2 separate regions of the Gasterosteus aculeatus genome follow, and region 1 is linked to region 2. A link is a contact called in public Hi-C data. All regions are on one chromosome and are shown on one strand. The core of a region is the stretch at or near the end of the contact, and the rest is flanking DNA. Distances in the headings are between cores, read along the strand shown. Region 1 overlaps gmds (GDP-mannose 4,6-dehydratase). Region 2 holds the start of LOC120823868 (forkhead box C1-A).

Region 1 (5,091 bases), core at 888-3,387, 46 kb after region 2:
AGGCGAGCGGAACCATCCACTGCTACTGGGACATTAGTGTCCTTAAAATAACAACATGCACAGAAGGTCTTTGGATAACAAAACTACTCCATGAAATGATGTTGCCTTAAACCGTATTTCCTGTGACAATCGCCCATAACAACAGAACAACACAAAAGTCACATGCTGCTCAAATTGGACCTGCAGAGACGTTCAGTCTCAGGCCCGGTGACTAAGTCTCACCATGCGTTATGAACCACTGCAGATAAACCCGGTTTGTAAAAAAACAAATGAACCTCACTACAGCAGAATGAGGACCAGCAGCCTTTCAACAGGCAGTCAGGGGAGGGGGGAGGGGGGGGGGGGGGTGGGAGGGGGTACATGTTAAGTGAATTAAAAGCAGTGAAATGAGCTGACATTCCAGGACTTTTCCTTTTCCAACATATTTGATGTGACTTTACTCAGTCGTGTTTGACTGCAGTCTCTTTCCTCATATAAGGACAGAGCTTGTTCATTTCTGTGTCCGCCTGCATCCCACAATCCCTGATGGTCTCACAGTGAGTCAGTAAAGGGCAGGGGTGGATTTGGCAGGAGTACGAGCCAGACGAGACCGGGACAAATTGGGCTGGAGCAGGACGGGCCAAACCGGCCCCGGCTCGGAGCGGCCCGGCTCCCAACAGCCCAAACAAGACCGCTGTTCCAACTTTACACTGAGCACACATGTAAGCAAGAGCCTCCAGCATCAAGTGTGGGTTTACATGGACACACACACGGGAGTGACACGCTAGTACGCACAGCTAACTTTCCCAGGCTCCACCTCAGGGAACACTCATCATCCAAATGGCTGCTATGGAGCTGTGATTTTTAGCAGAACCGTTTTTTTTCCCCCTCCTGTTACTGAGCCCCCTATTTTTAGAGATGGCTGAAATTATTAGCCCCCCCCTCGCCCACACACACACACACCCTCCTCCTCCTCCTCCTCTCTGCTGTTGCGTTTCGACCAAGAGAAGTCACAGACTGCAGCGTGTTTCCTTGTCAGACAGCCTGTCTGGACGGGCAGTGGAGGACAGACGAGGCTATATTTACAGTCGGATGTCGTCCCGTCCTGTTCACACAGAGACGTGCTGCTGCTGCTGCAGCAGCAGCCACGGTTGACGCAGAGATGACCGCAGCCCCGCGCGGTCAAATTCCCTTCTGACGCTGTTCCGCTGGCCGGGCCTCGCGGCGGTCTTTGACCTCGGGGGATGAAGTGGTTCGAGCTGTCTGGACACGTTACGCTCGTAGTGACTGAAGAAATCGATTTGACGCAGTACGGTAAATCTGGGCCGCGTCCGGAGGAAGGACGAGTTAAAAAGGAACAGGCGAGCGTTTGAAGACCCAATAGAAACACAATATCAGGCCGACAGTGGGGTTCAGCGAGGCTCACTATTAACACAATCTTGTTTGATTAATCTGTAAACCAGCGTTATTAGAATTTATGGTTCGAGTCGAACGCTGGAAGCGTTTCTTGGCAGCTATGAGCTGTAGCTTTCCACAGCGTGGTCTGGTGTCATCATATCTGCACAGAGAGCTACAACGAAGGCTCTGTTCACCAGCCGGGTCCTCAGAGCCGGGCGGACGTACGGATTCCTCTGTTGACTTCAATTTCCATCCATTCTAAGTCAACAAGCTACGGAAACACTTAAGCGCGCAATTACTTTTCAAACTTTATGGGTGGGACCTTTAGCATTTCCATCATTCCTATCAGCACATAAGACTTTTGGGGGGGTGAACTCATTTGGTGACCTTAAATAAATCCAATCCCACGGCAAGCATCTGAACTGAAAATGTAGATTTAGCTGCTTCACGGAAAGTTGATTTTTTTTGGTCTTCATTACAATAGCAGGTTTAGGGGGGCAGTGAAACAAACAGAAAGGATCTTTGCAACAAAAAAATCTGGGCTTTGTTAAAACGGTATTTAATCTGTTCATGAACACCTCTTTCATTACTTTGTGACGTCTCGGAGAGCGAGCGGCCACTGAGTCATCTTGTTGTATTTTCCATGACTTGTGTCTTCAATTCCGGCATGTTTTCATCAGACATCTTGGCTTCCCTCAACACGTTGCCGTTGCTGCCGAGGAAAACGTCGCTGGATGTTTTTTTGGCTGAGACTCACACACACACACACACACACACACACCCACACAGAGGCTCTGAGTTCACAACAACACGCTGAACCACGCCAGTGCCTCGCATTGGCAACAAGGAAACATTCTGATCACGCTAAAAAAACAAGTTCCCTTGCCCAACTGCGGCTAAAATACAAACCATCAATTTTAGCCTGCACCCGTCCCTTTGATACTATCAGCGTGTTTGTACATCTAAACATAACTGCATGCACGGGGGAAGTCCACAAACTCACACGCACGCTTGAACCGGACTGTGACCTCCGGCTGCATGAACAGTGAGTCCTCATTAAACAATCTTTCCATGTTTTCACCAGAGGAAGGGAATTGCTCTCATAAAGACCGTCATTCACTATTTAACGTTAAAAGGGACACTGCGGCCCTGGAAAGACTTTGCTCCCGCGTGCGCGCGCCTAAACGCACCAGCGCGCACACAGCAGCCCGGGCTCAGCGCCACGTTACGCGGAGCGGGCTGCTGAGCTCTTGGAGCTCGGCGATAGCGTCATTTTTACACCGTGAGAACACCAGAAACACATTTCTCAAAGGAGCCCTCTCATTGGCGCGGGCATGAAGGGGGGGGGGGTTAGAAGTTAAGTTAAATATAGTAGCTATGCCAATATGTCATAGTTATGAATAGGTGGCATACAGGGGCTAAAGAGGACAGGAAAGGCTTATTTTATTTTATAATGGTCTCTGGTCTTTACTTAGCAGCATAATCCCACATGCATGTGGACACACACAGGAGGGGGTATCAATAGCAGGGGGGATGAGTGATGCAGGGCCAGAGAAACACTATTTATTTGGCCCTCTTTGAACAGGCAGGAAGGAAAACAAACATCAGCAGGAGGAGAGAGACATTAACGCTGCGTCTGGACTTACTGGACCCCGGATTTTAATCAAATCTCTCTCGGCGCGCACCACAAACAGCCTGCAGAACGGAGGCTCACAGGACGCCTGGAGGCGGGAAACTCTCTGCAGCGCGATGCAGTTGAGGCAGAGTCAGTGCGGAGGTCGTATTTTATTGATCACAGCGCAGTATTTGGGGTAGCATGATCAACTCTGCATCCATCCTGTCTGCTCCATCTCTGAAATCGAGCCGCACTGTGTGAAAGGTGGAGATTACACCATACACAACACAGGAAGAAAATTTTACGCAAGTTTTATTATCAGTGACATTGTGATGAGATTGGCTGCAACAGTGAGTCTGATAGCAGGAGACAGATGATGGGAGTTGAAATATTTATAGCCTTCCTTGAAAACTGAAAACAGATAACGCTATGGGAAACAGGAATCAGAGACCAGATGAAAAGATGAGGGATGTTTGTTTGTGGAAGCAAAGAGATAAAAGGGAAGAGAGACGAGACGGAGATTCATTCAAAGGAAGTAAAAAATAAAAATAATAATAAGTGAGAATCCAGAAGCAGAGAACACAGTGAGGGCACAATGCAGAAGTGTCAGTCCGTGCTTTCTCCGTGAAGTGAATTTCCAGACTTCCTTAATGCGTTAGATTTGAACTCTGACCCAGTGACACATGACCTCCAGGCTGAAACCAGGTTCAGCACTAGAGGAAGACTCCGCTTACACTGTAAAGGCTCATAAACGCTCCGCTGCAGTTCTCCTGTCACTCAGACCAATGGCTGCATTCCTCTCCAGTGTGTGTGTGTGTGCGCGCGCGCAGTGATCTCATATGAGATGCTCTCACCCTGTTTACTGTTGCCACGGTCCCCTGCGGCTGCTACACGGCTTACAAATTGGACAATCAAGAGCAGGTGTGTGTGTGTGTTTTCGTTAACAGTTAAAGCAGCCCGGTTCGACTCTCTGGTGGAACTACAGCCTCTCCCCTTCCTGCAACACAGCCCCCGGTGCAGGTGGGAGGAGAGGGACTCCTCCCTGGTGAAAGCCGGCTGCACACAGACGCCAGGCCTGTAAACTTTAACTGTGTTTTGTCACATATTTAAGAACGCTGTTAGTGTATTTATGGATGTGCACGGCCCTCAGACGGCCTTCCGCGGGCTGCCGTCCGAGGGCCACGTTGGATTGATTAGGAAGTCTTGGAGAGGCTTCGAGCCGACCGGCGGTTTGGAGGGCAGATCTCATCCGTGTGTGCATCACCTTTTCTCCTTTGTCTTCCGCTGTTCTGACTTTAATCCTATTGTCGACATTTTGATGGGAATAATGAGTTTCCCACTGCGATACCCTGCCCAGGTTACTTTGTCTGTCTGAGCCAAAGTCTAAAAGTCTGCCTGCAAAGTCTGTTGCATTTTTAGGTCTTGTGAATGTTTTATGTAATGCAATGATGTATATAAGTCTCCAATATTCATTTTTTACTATTACGCAGCAAGACTGGAAAACCAGTTTATTTTTAGTAGTAAACCAGCAATGAAAGGAGACTACATTTTACCACGATAATAATCCCTCTCCGACATTAGCTCGAGCTTCAGCTGCCCCCACTCAATCACGCCGTATGACCCCCACTATGCCGTCATTAAAGGAAAACACTAAAGGGCAGAGAAGGTTCAAAAACAACCTATTTGACCAGGATCGTCCAAAATCAACGGCGTCTGACGAGCGGCTTGCCTTGTCCCCACACGCTGGGACAACACTGATACGGTACAGGGTCACAGCGAGAGGGGGACAGTGGGGCTGTGAGATGGGGACAGCTGGGAAACTGCGCATTCATCATTTTCACAAAACATGAGGTGAGCACAACATAATATTTTAGAAGCAGATAAAATCCCGTTCCATCCTCCAGCCTCCTTATCTCCCTTTTGGGTGACTATTGACTCATTAACGTTATCTGCCCAGCGCAGCAGGAGCCACGGCATGCACTCGCCATTTCCTCAAACACACAGGTACACACACACGCTTCCTGTGGGAGTTTATTCTCAAACCAGCTATCTGTGATCAGCTGCCGTACGCTGGTGCTCCCAGCGGCTCCCGTGGCGTC
Region 2 (4,966 bases), core at 478-2,977:
AAGAAACTAAATCTATTTTTTAACTACTTTGCAAATGTTGATTTAAGATTAATAGCCTTTTCCAAAATGATGACATATTGTGATGAGATCAACTTGTCTTGTTTGGAAATTCTCCAGCAGTAGCCGGACTACCATGTGGACTAATGTTGTCATTAATGTGAGCTAGCTGCAACAATAATTATAATCAAATAATAAACTGCAATGTATAATGCTATAATTCATTTTCAAATGGAGTATTTTACATAATTACTATTTTTACTTCATGCATACTTTAAGGAGTCAATATTTTGATGCTACACCTTAACTTCTCTGCTATATTTAAGACTCAACACCTCTCATGGGGATCGTTGAGCCGGCAGCTGGCAGCTAACAGTGCTACAGAGTTTACCTGGGGGTCGGGACCTCTATTCCTCTGCGATGATCAGGGAGCAGTGCGGAGCATGAGCGGGGCTTACATCCACCAGCATGCATTAAGGCAGTCAGCTCGGCTATACAAGCAAAGAAACACACACACACACACGGTGACATTATTTTTTGCTCAGCAAGCACACTCCATTCTATCTCTACATTGCAAGTGTTGAGTATTAAAATATAATCCTGCGCGCTTACGCTATAGAATGAAATTACACTTGAACTATAAATGCATAGTAATAATGGCTGAAGGCCGCTTAAAGGCCTGATTGCACAAACAACAAGTATTTCAAGTCACATGTTGTTGTAACATGTTGCAAAAAGATGCACGCACTATTTGGATCAAATGCCGTTCAACAGGAACCACCTGTTCCCCATTCTAAGAATAACATGTCCCTACCTAACTGCGCCCAGCGCTCATATGCAAATCATCATGCACTCATCTTGCAAACATCCTGATATGTAGAACTCATGAACAACGGGAGGCGTGTTGATCCGAGAGCCTAGATGGATGGACATCCCTGTGCTCCAATGGGGCTCTCCGAGGGTTCTAAGCAGGAGCCGCCTCCATCTTAATAACCAATCAAAAATGCTCTTAGAGACTATATAATTCGAGCGCATTTTGTATTAAGCGCATTTTTTTCATGTTCTCGTTAAACTGCCTGAAATTGGTCCGTGCACGTCAAACAGCAGGACAGAAGACTCTTGTTGCAAATAAACTTTGTCATATTGCTTTGATTTAAGTCTCCAGTCTAGTTCTTGTTTTGCTCACACGACACAAGTCATTTTTGATACAAAATAAATGTTCTGAATATCAAGACCCTTTATGCATTTTGGATGCAGCACTATAAGCAGACTTCTTTTACTTTTAGCCAAAGCCAAAAGTAAAAGATCTCACAAGATCCATCCAGCCTGCACTTCCACCCAATGACCACTGCGGGGCACGAGTGGGTCGCACGCCTACATTTAACAGCAGCATTTGGTCAAAGGCTATATGGCTATGGTACAAATCAAGTTACTTTCTCTTCACCGTTGATTTAATATCAATAAAATCAACGTAATTCTTCAAATGATATTTACATATGATGATTTCTCGATTTCTATTTGCTATTTGTAGTTGGTGCGAGCTATTATTTCAGGGGGGAAATAGCATGAACGGAGTTCAGGTGTGACAAATGCTAAGACGTATTAATAAAGGACATGCAGCCACGGCTGGGTATCACACACTCGGCTGCGGGTTGCTGGTTGAGTTCCCTGCAGGCCAGGGTTCCCTCTTTACACACACACATAGGGTCGACGGCAGGGCCCACTGGTCAGTCGGACCCAGCGGCGGGCCTCACAGGGACGGTGCGCGCTGCCTCTGACCGGACAACACATGCAAATCCCAGAAGAAAGAGACCCCGGGAACACTCAGGACTCAGGTGAGAAACGGCGGCTTCTCGCGGATCATCAAGGGCTCATCAGTTTGCTGTTTGTTTGTTTTCCCTCCGCTTGAATTAATATCACTTCTGAAAGAGTTCGATTAATTCGTCTGGCAAAGGATAAAGATGAGATGAAAAAGATAACTTGTATCTCTTTTATTGTGTTTTATTATTATTACTTGAACTGGCTCTCGTGGACGGCGTGTTTTTTTTCTGCCGCATTATGTTATTTTACAGCTTTACCAGAATTCCTTCTGTAGATAAATAGATTAAGAAAATATTTTCGTTTAAAATATATTGGCAGAATTTAAAGAATGTGCAGGGAAATTGGCTAAACGTATTTACATTTTGTTGAATACCTCAAATTAAATCATTTAAAATGTAAGCGTAAACCATATTATAGGTTGGTGTTGCTGTGCACGAATAAACAGAACAACCTTGGCTTAATTTACATAAAAGGTGCAAATAAAACCCACATATTAAAATAGTTCTGATTCATAATTTTTCAATAATTTCATACAATCAATCAAAACCGGTATTTTTCAACAAAAATTTCTACAACAAAAGCAACAAAGATTCTAGCAAATAAATACATAAATTAAACAATTTAAACACAAACCTTTAATTAGAGGTTTTCGCAGACATTTTATGAGTTTTTGATATTAAACTATTAACATATACATTATAGAATATTAATGTAGATTCTCTTTATTTTTACAGACACAATAGCCGATCCCTTAATCGCCTCCATCTTCGTAATGTTGTTAAACGATCGTTTCCATCAGGCTGGGAAAACATTGGTGTTGTCTTTAGGTTTTCCACATAACGGAACATCGTTTTCTGGAAGCCACTTGGTGTGTGGGGAGGGCATTGAGGGGGGGGGGGGGGGGGGGGGGTGTTTGTTTGTTGTGAATGACATTTGGAAGGTCTTCATCTCGAGAAAAAAAAAATCCCACCTCTGTCTCAGCAGCCGCTCGCACCCAGGGGCCCTTTTCTCACCCATCTCGACCAAATGATCTTCATTTAACCTTTAATTAGTTTCAACCCCCCCCCCCCCCCCCCCCCCCCCCCCCCACACCTCCCACCGGCGCTGTCGGGAGGCAGCCTCCCTCTTTCATGTCGGTCTGTTTGCACAGAGGCTCCGCAGCAGCTGATGCGAGTCCCTCACAGACTGCAGTCCGATGAGCCTTGGCTCATTTGGCGATAGTAATCGCCGACGCGTTTGGTCTAATTACCGGCTGAGGTATCGAAAACGGCCTCTAACCGTTTCATTTAGAAAAAGGGCCTAAAATAGGGCCTACATGCCTGAGACAGATTTAACAGAGATACTTGTGGGTGTCTGTTTAGGTCAGTCTTGGGAGCTTTTCATCTCCCATTTTACGCATGAGTTTTGCTATAGTAAGAAGAAAGTTTTAAAGCTCGTATCCTCACAATAGCTCATTATTCTGGTTTCCAAAACAGACTAATGCGATTAATTGTATGACTAATATACGATATATTAATACAAAAAAACAAATTGAGTAATTAAGGGGGGTTTCTCTGTAAGGCACACCCTTAACAGCATTTAACAACTCCATGAAGTTATGAGTAGAGCGGGATGAAGGAGGGAGGGGGCGGAGGAGGAGGAGGAAGGGTGTAGTAACTTTTGTCGCCCATACCGCTTTTCCACAGGTTCATTTCGTCCTCCAATTGGATGATGGAGCACGCTTTCGGGGAGGAGCAGCGTAGAGCAGCCAAAAGGGAGGAAAAATTTAACGAGTAGAAAAAACACGGTTCCTAGCCGTGTGGACTCATGCGCCTCCAGTCTTACTTTTAGGCTTCTCGCTTTCCCAAATGTCCTCGGCGGCAGCGTTCGCTCTGTCCGCTTCGCCGTGGTGAGTTGTGGCTTAAAAAAAAGGAACTTCTAGACGATACAGGAAGAAGAGAAACCAGAAACAGATTGGGAGCACGCGACGAACTTACGAGGGTTTCTGGAGGGGACGCTTTTTGGGGAGGTTTTACGCATAGCGCAGGATGCAGGCGCGCTACTCCGTCTCCAGCCCCAACTCTCTGGGAGTTGTACCGTACATCAGCAGCGACCAGAGCTACTACCGGGCCGGCGGTGGATACACCGGGATGCCTGCACCCATGAGCATGTACTCCCACTCGGCCCACGATCAGTACCCGGCCAGCATGGCACGGGCGTACGGACCGTACAACCCCCAGCACCAGGCAAAGGACATGGTGAAACCTCCCTACAGCTACATCGCTCTCATCACCATGGCAATCCAGAATTCAGCGGAGAAAAAGATCACCCTGAATGGGATTTATCAGTTTATCATGGAGCGATTCCCGTTCTACCGGGACAACAAGCAGGGCTGGCAGAACAGCATCCGGCACAATCTGTCTCTCAACGAGTGCTTCGTGAAAGTGCCCCGGGACGATAAGAAGCCCGGCAAGGGCAGCTACTGGACTCTTGACCCGGACTCCTACAACATGTTTGAGAACGGCAGCTTCCTACGGCGTCGGAGGAGGTTCAAAAAGAAGGACGTGCAGAAGGACAAGGACGACCGGGACAGGCAGGTCAAGGACCCCTCGTCTCGCACCCCGGGCCGGGAGCAGGACCCCTCAGCGCAGGGCTCTCATCCGGTGCGGATCCAGGATATAAAGACGGAGAACGGGACGTCTACGCCGCCGCAGGCCGCTTCCCCGGCCCTGAGCGCCGTGCCCAAGACCGAGAGCCCCGACAGCAGCAGCAGCATGTCCACTGGCAGCCCGCACAGCGTGCCCTCCACCCGGTCACTCAGCATGGACGGACCCGAGCACCACCAGCACCACGGCCAGGTCCCGGCGCAGGGCTTCAGCGTGGATAACATCATGACCACCCTGCGGGGGTCTCCGCAGGCCGAGCTGTCCCCGCCACTCATCGCCTCGTCTCGGACAGGTATCGCCCCTTCCATGTCGCTCAACTACTCCCCCAACCAAACATCCGCATACAGCTCGACGACCTGCAACCAGAGCGCCATCTCCAACTCCAACGCGACCTATCACTGCAACATGCAAGCCATGAGCCTGTACGCGGGGGAGCGGTCCTCCGGCGGCCACCTGGCGCCTTCCACCACGGTGGAGGAGGCCCTGCCCGACTATTGCATCAC

What was found. A called contact is a pair of places that touch in the nucleus more often than the background predicts.
Region 1: a contact with region 2 is called in a Hi-C map of tail fin, with 1.7 times the contacts expected there. The contact joins the enhancer-like site here to the promoter of LOC120823868 in region 2. A contact is called at or near these places in 2 of 6 Hi-C or Micro-C datasets (skeletal muscle and tail fin).

What each region holds. Positions count from the first base shown.
Region 1 is chr8:6,480,489-6,485,579 of fGasAcu3.hap1.1, forward strand. All of the region lies in intron 7 of gmds (GDP-mannose 4,6-dehydratase), which reads right to left. Among protein-coding and RNA genes, the nearest start is that of LOC120823868, 46 kb to the left of the region's middle. Within about 2 kb of position 2,138, at least 5 of the 9 cell types and tissues checked have open chromatin away from gene starts, as enhancers often do.
Region 2 is chr8:6,435,326-6,440,291 of fGasAcu3.hap1.1, forward strand. It overlaps LOC120823868 (forkhead box C1-A), which reads left to right and starts at 1,728. Exons shown (of 2, transcript XM_040184299.2): 1 at 1,728-1,832; 2 at 3,504-4,966. The coding sequence starts at 3,846.